Linked DNA regions of Triticum aestivum: region 2 is linked to region 1. The links are chromatin contacts, called in public Hi-C maps. All regions are on one chromosome and are shown on one strand. Each heading gives the region's core, a stretch centred on a gene start, on an enhancer-like site or on the middle of the called end of the contact. The rest is flanking DNA. Distances are from core to core; before and after follow the strand shown.

Evidence for each region. A called contact is a pair of places that touch in the nucleus more often than the background predicts.
Region 2: a Hi-C map of leaf shows a contact between it and region 1, with 3 times the contacts expected there. The contact joins the enhancer-like site here to the promoter of LOC123183356 in region 1. A contact is called at or near these places in 2 of 5 Hi-C or Micro-C datasets (both in leaf).

The regions. Positions count from the first base shown.
Region 1 is chr1D:489,814,900-489,819,278 of IWGSC CS RefSeq v2.1, forward strand. It overlaps LOC123183356, which reads left to right and starts at 1,854. Exons shown (of 6, transcript XM_044596148.1): 1 at 1,854-2,174; 2 at 2,273-2,343; 3 at 2,936-3,041; 4 at 4,157-4,289. The coding sequence starts at 2,110.
Region 2 is chr1D:489,854,484-489,858,729 of IWGSC CS RefSeq v2.1, forward strand. No RefSeq gene overlaps it. Among protein-coding and RNA genes, the nearest start is that of LOC123178742, 18 kb to the right of the region's middle. Within about 2 kb of position 1,323, at least 1 of the 8 cell types and tissues checked has an H3K27ac peak or open chromatin away from gene starts, as enhancers often do. A contact at or near this core is called in leaf, where this site is marked.

The sequences.
Region 1 (4,379 bases), core at 604-3,103:
CTCGGTGATGAACTAGAGGTAAAGATAATATACTATCAACATTATATCACTTTGCTTAATGCAATGCTCTGTTTTTTTTACTTAATTACAATTTGGGGGTAAACGGTGTCCTAGATTGTGTCCTCTGTGTTGCTCATTACAATTAAAAATTATCACTTTATGGTGCATTAAGCTAGTACCTATGTTCTAACTTCTGATCAAGGCATCGGCGAAAACAATAATGGCCCACATTTTCTCGCTTAATTTTGATAGCAATGTTATGGATAAAAGATAGATAAATAACTACAATTTCAATAAAGGTATGTTTTGCTAGTTGGTAGTTTGTGATCCATTGGCCATGATTGATCTTTTTTTGTTTAACAATCTTCTACATTTGAAGGGGGTAACTTCCAACTATTTTTGTTAGGACCAAAGTAAGAACAAATAAAGGTTCCACTTTTGTGCTAAAGATACCTTTCACTACCAGAACGAGTGTCTATCACCATGAATAGAAACATGTACTTATCACTCGGAAATATCAAGGGGCTTGCTCTAGCAATTTTTTGTGTAATTCATGTGTTTTCCCCCAGTATATTTCTAACATGATTGCTTAGTAATGCTCTGTACGACCCTTCTCAAAATTTGAAACTTTCAGGTACTATCACAATATGTGTGGTGGCTTGCAAGGCATAGTTCAAGTATCAGATTATCTCTTCTCTTTCAGTGAAAATAGATGTGTTGATTTCTGCAATCTCATATCTGAAATATGAGCATCAAACTTTCAGTGGACTTCAATTCATTCACATATTCTCATATACTCCCGTAGTATTTGCTAGTGTTTGCCCATCACGATGGATCGATCATGCGGCAACCTTCCACACTGCAAAACGACTAAAACTCTACTCTACCGGTTAAACTTGTCCCACATGAGGAGCTTAGTAGCATCGTTTTCACGGACGATGTCCATTGATAGGAAGAATCATTTGCGTACAATGCTAGCTTCATAGCGAATCAAATCTGGCTCATCGGGGTAATTAATGCCTAGACCATGACCTGCCATTGTTGACAAAAAAACACCAACTACTTACGTAGTACCACGACAGGGAAATTCAGTCATGACCTGCCTACCTTTTTGTGTGGTGTCCGGGCATGGATCCACGCATCGCTACCTGGAGCACACAGAATAACCCAGGAGAACAAAAAACGTACACGAATCTTAAAGCAAAAATCAACGGCCCAAAAATCGATTGACCCAAAACTAATTTTCAGGCGACCTACATGTAGCTAAAGTGAGAAAGAAAATAGTCTTGGCACTAAGTCTTTATATTTCAAGAAGAAAAGCTTCGCATATCACGGCTTCAGGAAATACCACCAAGTGATCTCCCCATAGCACCAAAGTACCATTCCCTTCCTTGTTTCTGTCCACCTCCACCATTCAAAGCGCTGGTGCACAAAAGTCTAAATTGTCGAAAGTCGAAATCAAGAAGCGGAAATGTCAAAACACACGCAAAGCGGACCAACCACGGGCTAATCAATAAATTGTCCGCACCATCATAATACCATGTATATGCATCTCATTACGATGAAATGTTAGATCGACAAGCGATTTTCTAACAACTCTAATCGCCGCACCAAAGGGGATTGAACCTAATAGATTCGATTAGTCCATTGTGTTGTATCCAAATGTTTCTCTTGATCTGTAGACGCTACCCGATCATACGGCACACCTTAGCTTGCCACTTGGATAAAGTGCCCCCGTTCCAAATGTGTTGGGAACAATAACATTTTATTTAGTATCTTTGCTTAGCGAGCCAAAAGTCTTCCGGGAAAAGACGGTTCTACCCCCGGGGGCCCAAAATATCAAAAGGGGGAGAGATTTCCTGGCCGGTGGCGCACACACGAAGCCTGACCATTTCCATTTCTACCCCCAGCTCTTCCTCCCACGCGCCCACCACGACGGCGGGCCGACCACGTTCCCCTCCGCCGCCGCCGGCGCCCTGACCGCCCGCCGTGTCCCCGGCCCGCAGGCCGTCCTCCCCTCCTCCTCCTCCTCCCGCCCTCGCGCTCGCTCCTCCGGTCCGCCCACCAACCTACCAACCCGGGCCCCGATCCGCGCGGAGGGGGGAGGAAATGGCGGTGGTCCTCGCGTGGCTCAACGCCAGGGTCGTCGATCCCCTGCTGCAGGTCATCCAGAGGTGAGGCCCGCTTCTATTTAGCATCTGGTCGCCGATTTGATGGATTGCTGCTGCTAACGATGGCGAGCCTTCTGTTGTTGCGGCGGTGGCCGGTGCAGGGGCGCGGAGCCGAAGCAGCTGGCCTTCTCCGCCGCGCTCGGCGTCACCATCGGGGTCTTCCCCATCTGCGGTACGTACGTGGCTGGCAGGCGCTGAAACCCCTACCTCTCGTCGACCAAAATTTATCTGCGGTTAACCGAGTCTAGATTCGATTGCTCCATACGCATGGCGTGTCGGCGCAGCAATACAGTACAGTACAATAGGATCCGATGTGTGCGTGTGCGGCCATAGTCGAGGACAACACGACTCAGCTCCTGGGAAACACAGGGCTGCACGGCAGGCACCATGCTGCCATAAGCCGTTCGTTCACATCTCCAGGAGTCCAGGACTCCCTCCCAAGTGATGGCTCTCCATTCAGATGTGTTCAGTGTTTTGCCTGTTGTGGTCTCATAACTGAATCGTGTGCGTCCTGTCTACCTGCCCTCTTGCCGTCAACATAGTTGGGTTTAAGATTTTACAGAGCTGGATTGTCACCAAAAAGCACCTGTCAATTACATGTAGTGGCTTAGGAAAATCCTTTTGAAAGTTGCTGAGTTTCAGCGTTAGGCTGGTGGTTGCTGTGTGACGTGCAGTTATTTTACGTCTTTCTTCAATTATATTGCTAGTCTTTCATAATATTTCTCAAAGCAACTTGATGTGAACTTGGCCTTTGATGATTGCAGGGACCACTGTTATTATCGGTGGACTTGCTGTGGCGATGTTAGGAGCTCGTTGCAATGCCGTTACTGTCATGGTTCTCAATTTAGCTGCTACTCCTCTTGAGCTAAGGTAAACACATGCTCAGCACTAAATACAGTGAATCAAATTCCATTTTATGGCTTCTTTTATAAGAATAGTTGCTGCTTCTTTGTCTAGCTTTATATCTGGAAATAGTTGTCAGTTCCGTGTCAATCTTCATTTATAGAAATAGTTGTTGGTTCTTTGTCAAGCTTTAATTATATGAACAGGTGTTGGTTCCATGCCAAGCTTTATGTATAGGAATAGTTGTTGGTCCGCTGTCATGCCAAAAGATACAGACTTAAGCTCTATAGCACTAAACTATGTTGTTTCACTTAAATACCACTCAAACTTTGTTCTGTCATTTTGAACATTTTCATCCACTTGAGGCTAATTTCTCTTTTCTGTGCTATCCTTTACCCCCTCTTTAAACAGACATTCATTTACCTTATATATATAAAAGTGAGGGTGTACAAGACTCCACATAGCTCAAACTATGCTCATAAGTCATAACAGGGCAGATTCCTGTGCTCATAACTCTCAGGCTCCTTGTTCATAGGATACGTAACATGCACTAGAGTGCTGATACCCCGAATCTGCTTTGTCTATTATGCTACTTGAAAAAAAGTGGCTGGTGTTAATTCATATGCTCTCACTAGTTGCCAGCTGTGATGGTCTTGAAAAAACAGATATCCTTTTCATGACTTGTTTAATGCCGAAGAAAGTTCTACAGTAGACTAATGTATTTCTTTAGTTTGGCTTTACAGTTGCATTGTGATAGACGTTTCAATCTAAATGATTATATATAATTGGGGGTAAATATCATGCCAAAATGGGCTATTTTGTAAGGAAACAGTGGGAGACCATGCTCTATACCTCCAGGGACTTGTTTCTTTTTTAGCAGGGTTTGATCTTTGAAATTTTGCACGGCATACAACTTGCACCCTCCTCTGCTAATATTTATTTAAAAAATTGGAAAGTTTGTTCTGAATGGTCACTGATTTGTTGCATTTTCACTCCCGTTGTACCTAGTGCAGCAATTGTAAGCTATAAGCAATCATGTTTTAATTTATTTAGAGCTACCAATGAACTTTCATTTCACCGGATCCTCCCTATCTTGTTTCAATGCATTTGGCAGTGTCGTTTCCTGATTACGTTTTCCTCAGCTTGATCATTCCTTTCTTGCGTTTGGGAGAAGTAGTCACAGGCGGTGAGCACTTCCCCTTGACATCTGATGCATTCAAGATGGTCCTCACAGGCCACGCCTCAAAGGACGTGCTACTCAGCATTTTTCATGCGGTTAGTAAAATTGCTTCGGCCATCAAGTTTATCTCACCCATAAGAAATGAGCATTGTGTCGTCTTGTTCTCAGAAAACAGTACCATGACT
Region 2 (4,246 bases), core at 73-2,572, 39 kb after region 1:
TCGCAGCAAATTCCGCCGTCGGTTGTAGCAATTACCGAGGATGGTTGTAACAAAAAATATCGCAGACCCTCGGTTGTAGTTCGTCGCACCATGGAGGCCGACCGCACCATTGCCGGTTGCAGCATCATATGGAAAACGACGGCATGGCTTGTAGCCAAAAAAAGCCGGCACTAGCATTTTTTGGAGAGGGTTCCAGCAAAAACCAAATCTGGTGAAAGCTTTTGGACGGTTCCTTCCAGCAAACTCAAAAAGGCGATGGTAGCAAATTTGGGCGCCGGTTCCAGCAAAACATCTAAACGGTTACAGCAGCAAAAAGGCATCGCCGCCGTCGACCAGCACCGCCGTGCATGTATGTAGCAAAAAAGTCACCGGTGGCAGCAAAAAAAGGCTACGGTTTTAGCAAAAAGCATCGCTGGTCCAGCAGGATGAACTCCCGTGGTAGCATTCTTGAACAAAAATGCTACAACCAGCTGAACAAAATGCTACAACCAGTGTTTCTAAAGGCTGGAGCCAGTGGTTTCATGAAAAAGATGCAAAAAGAAACATATTTTTGAAGAAAAAGCTTGAACAGAATGATTTTCAAAAAAGATACAACCGGTTTAGCAAAAGCTACAACCGATGATCCAGAAAGCTACAACCAGTTAGCATAAAAATCAGTTGTAGCACGGGGGCACCACCGTAGCAGCTCCCCTACACCCCCCATGGTCGCAGCTCCCGGCTGCCACAGTTGCAGCTTCCCCCACAGCCGGATGTAGCTTCTGCCGTAACGGTTGTAGCACCAGCCGTCGCCGTCGCAGATCCGCCACCATCATTGTTGCAGCTCCCCGTCGCCAGGGTTGCAGCTCCCCGTGCAGCCGGATGTAGCTTTTTCGATCACGGTTGTAGCATTGGGTACCGCCGTCGTAGATCCCCCGCTGCCATGGTTGCAGCTCCGGCTTGCTCTCTTCTTCGTCGCAAGGCACAGCGCACTTGCAGGTTGTAGTAGCACGCAACGCATCGAGTAGCCGAGCACATCACCCTGAACCGTCGACTTCCGAAGCAGGCAAGCAGCAACACAACCTCTTTTTGCCGCACGAGAGCATACTGCAGCCCCTGCTAGTTGTGGCTCAGGGCAGAGCCATCCCCCGAGGAGAAAAAGCTGCACTGGAGTAGAGGAGATGGGATGCTTCATGCGCTCAGGTGAGAGATTCAGTTGCGAGAGAGATGATATAATGGAAGAGAACGAGTGGCTGGTGGCTTCGTCGGTTGGATAAGTAAGAAACAAGGGGTGGGCACGTGGGGCCATAGGGGGGACGCGTGCGCCAAGCGACAAGGGAGGCGCGACGGGAGACGCACGATCTCTCACGATCCAACGACCCGCGAGCGACGGGCGAAAGACTCGGCCGGTCTGCCGGGTACAAATGTTTCCCTTTTCGGAAGCAGACGCCAGCAGAGCTATGGCAAATAAGTGTGATCCGTACCACCAAGTCTCACACTATGTGAAAAAGTAGAACAATATAAAAATAGAAAGTAGACAAATCAAATCAATGCATCGCGCAAACAATGGGCTCACTGCCTCGCATGCATTTCTGGCTGGAAAGTACAATAAAACATAGCAATAGGTAGGGTAAGGCACTACCTGAGGTATATATGAAACAACTTTTGATTTTTTTAATTTAAAACATATTTTGAAATGTCAAAAATTACAAAGCAAAATTTCACCCATGCATCTTCACAAAATATGTGCTGGGAATAAAGTTTTACGAAAAGAATATCTTTTTATATTGTGTCCGCATAAAAGATAGATTTTAGTGCTTTTAATAGTGTTTCATGGTATTTCTCTTGTCTTTTTTGCACATGCAAAAAGTTTTGTTTTCCCGTGAAACTTTCTATGTGTACATAGAACGTGGCGAGACGAATGTGTGCACCTTCTTTTCAAAAAACTTTTGTCATTTAGAAATGTGTTTTTTGAAGTGGGTTCATATGTATTTTTTTTTCCAAATGTGTTTTCTGCAATAAGTATCCCAATTTTTGTGCAAATTACATATTCATGTGATAGTGACCGCGTAAGAACACGGGAAGCTTTTTTATGCTAATTCCGAGTACATCCACAATGGACATTCATCTTGAGTCATTTCTCCATTATTTTCATGACTTATTTTCGTCAAAATCACTATGTAACGTAAAGACTCGCATTGCGCGTGCATGCATACTAGTACTCACTCGTGTTGCGTTGCGTCCGTTGGTCATCAGAGGCTCTCGTTGCTGCAACTACACGAGAGGCAGCAGGAGCTGTCGGAGGAGCTGTACCCCGTGCTGCTGGAGCTAGACAAGAGAATACTAGGCAAACACTACAAGGCCCGCGGCTTGTTCCAGAAAACTACACTCGGACCTGCTCCAGGTCGTCAACAAGCACGTCGAGTCTAGACCAAACAACGCCGACTGGTAAGTAGGTATGGTATGTACGACGTACATACGCCTCCTATTTTCTCTTCGTTGGTTAGCTAATCACTAGCCTTTTCTTTCATATAATTGCAGGCGGCGGTTTCGATCGAAAGTGAGATGCTTCAATGGATGCGAGTGGGCGGTGAGTCTGGGGTTCCTACATTGCGTGTGCTTCCATGATCTCACCCTGTTTGCTGCAAAAGAGACTCCCGTGGAAGATGAAGAAGATGATGTAGAGGAGGGGGAGGGATAATTTTCATATATCTCGATTGGTGTCATGTCTTTAGTTGCTCTATATATAGTTTATATGTCATGTTTTTATCATGTCAGTTTTTTCTGGAATGCAGGGGGTCTAGGAGACCCTAAGAAACAAATCTTTATTGCTAATTTTGTTAGAAATTAAAATTTTAGTTTTGTTGGTGTATCTGAAAGTAAGGAGCAAATCTTTTACATATATGTTTTTAGACATAATTAGTTGTTATACTTATTTTGAGTGGATTTTTTTCTCCCGCTAGGTGCTAATACTAATGCTTTTAAGGTATTATTAGAAAATGAAATTGGCATTTATTTTGTTAGAGCTCCGGTAAAACATTCAAACAACTAAAGGGAGATGCCAATACGGCATAACACGGCGTACTTCCAGGCCATCGGTAATGCCAATACGGCATACTTCCAAGCCATCACTAACGGTCGAAGGCGCCATAACACCATCCCCTCCTCTGGGACGGTGACACCGTTTTACAGTGGCCGGCCGACATCCGCGCACATGCCAATGGCTTCTACAAAGCTCTCTTCTCCTCCTCCCCTAGGGGAGGCGTATCCCTGGCCCCATATTTCTGGGGTGCACACTTGCCTATCGCAACTGAGGAGAATGCGGCCCTCACGGCCCCATTCTCCGAAGAAGAAGTGTGGTTGGCCATCAAGGGCATGAATCCGACATCCGCCCCGGGTCCGGATGGACTCCCAGTTAGGTTCTTCCAGACCTTCTGGAATGTGCTCAAACCCGAGGTGATGGCTATCTTGAGGAATTTTATGTTGGATCCATTGACCTTGCACGTCTAAACTACGAGATCATCACGCTTATCCCCAAGGTCCCTAGGGCCTCGGACATCCGCCAGTTTTGCTCGATCATAGTGATGAGTCCGGTGTGAAGGGACACCGCGGGTTCGACACGAGAGGCAACCCCGGCGTCGTCATCTTCAAGGCATGCCGGCGTGTGGGAGTCGCCGATGAGGAGTGCACCGGGAGCTACATGCCAACGACAGCCCGGTGTCACCGTCGTCTTGAGTGAAGGGAGCACCACCATGGGCGCCGCGTCGTCGCCGGTGATGAGTCTGGCGTGAAGGGAGCGCCGGGGGTTGCACACGAACGACAAGCCCGGCATCGCCGTCGTCTTGAGTGAAGGGCGCACCACCATGGGCGTCGTGTTGTCGCCGGTGATGAGTCCGGCATGAAGGGATCGCCGGGGGTTGCACCCGAACGGCAACCCAGGCGTCGTCGTTGTCTTGAGTGAAGGGCGCAACACCATGGGCGTGTCGTCGCCGCCAATGATGAGTCCGGCGTGATGGAATCGCCGAGGGTTGCACACGAACGGCAACTGAGGCGTCGTTGACTTGAGTAAAGGGCGCACCGTCTTCAGGAGCATCGAGCGCCAACGCCGGCATCCGGCTTCGTCTCCGGCCGTGCGGCAGCAGCTCCGGTTGCGATCATCGAGATGTGGAGAGAGAGGAGAGGTAGAAAGAGAGAGAGAGAGAGAGAGAGAGAGAGAGAGAGAGAGAGAGAGAGAGAGAGATGGTATAAAGGAGAGCTAACCATTGTAGAA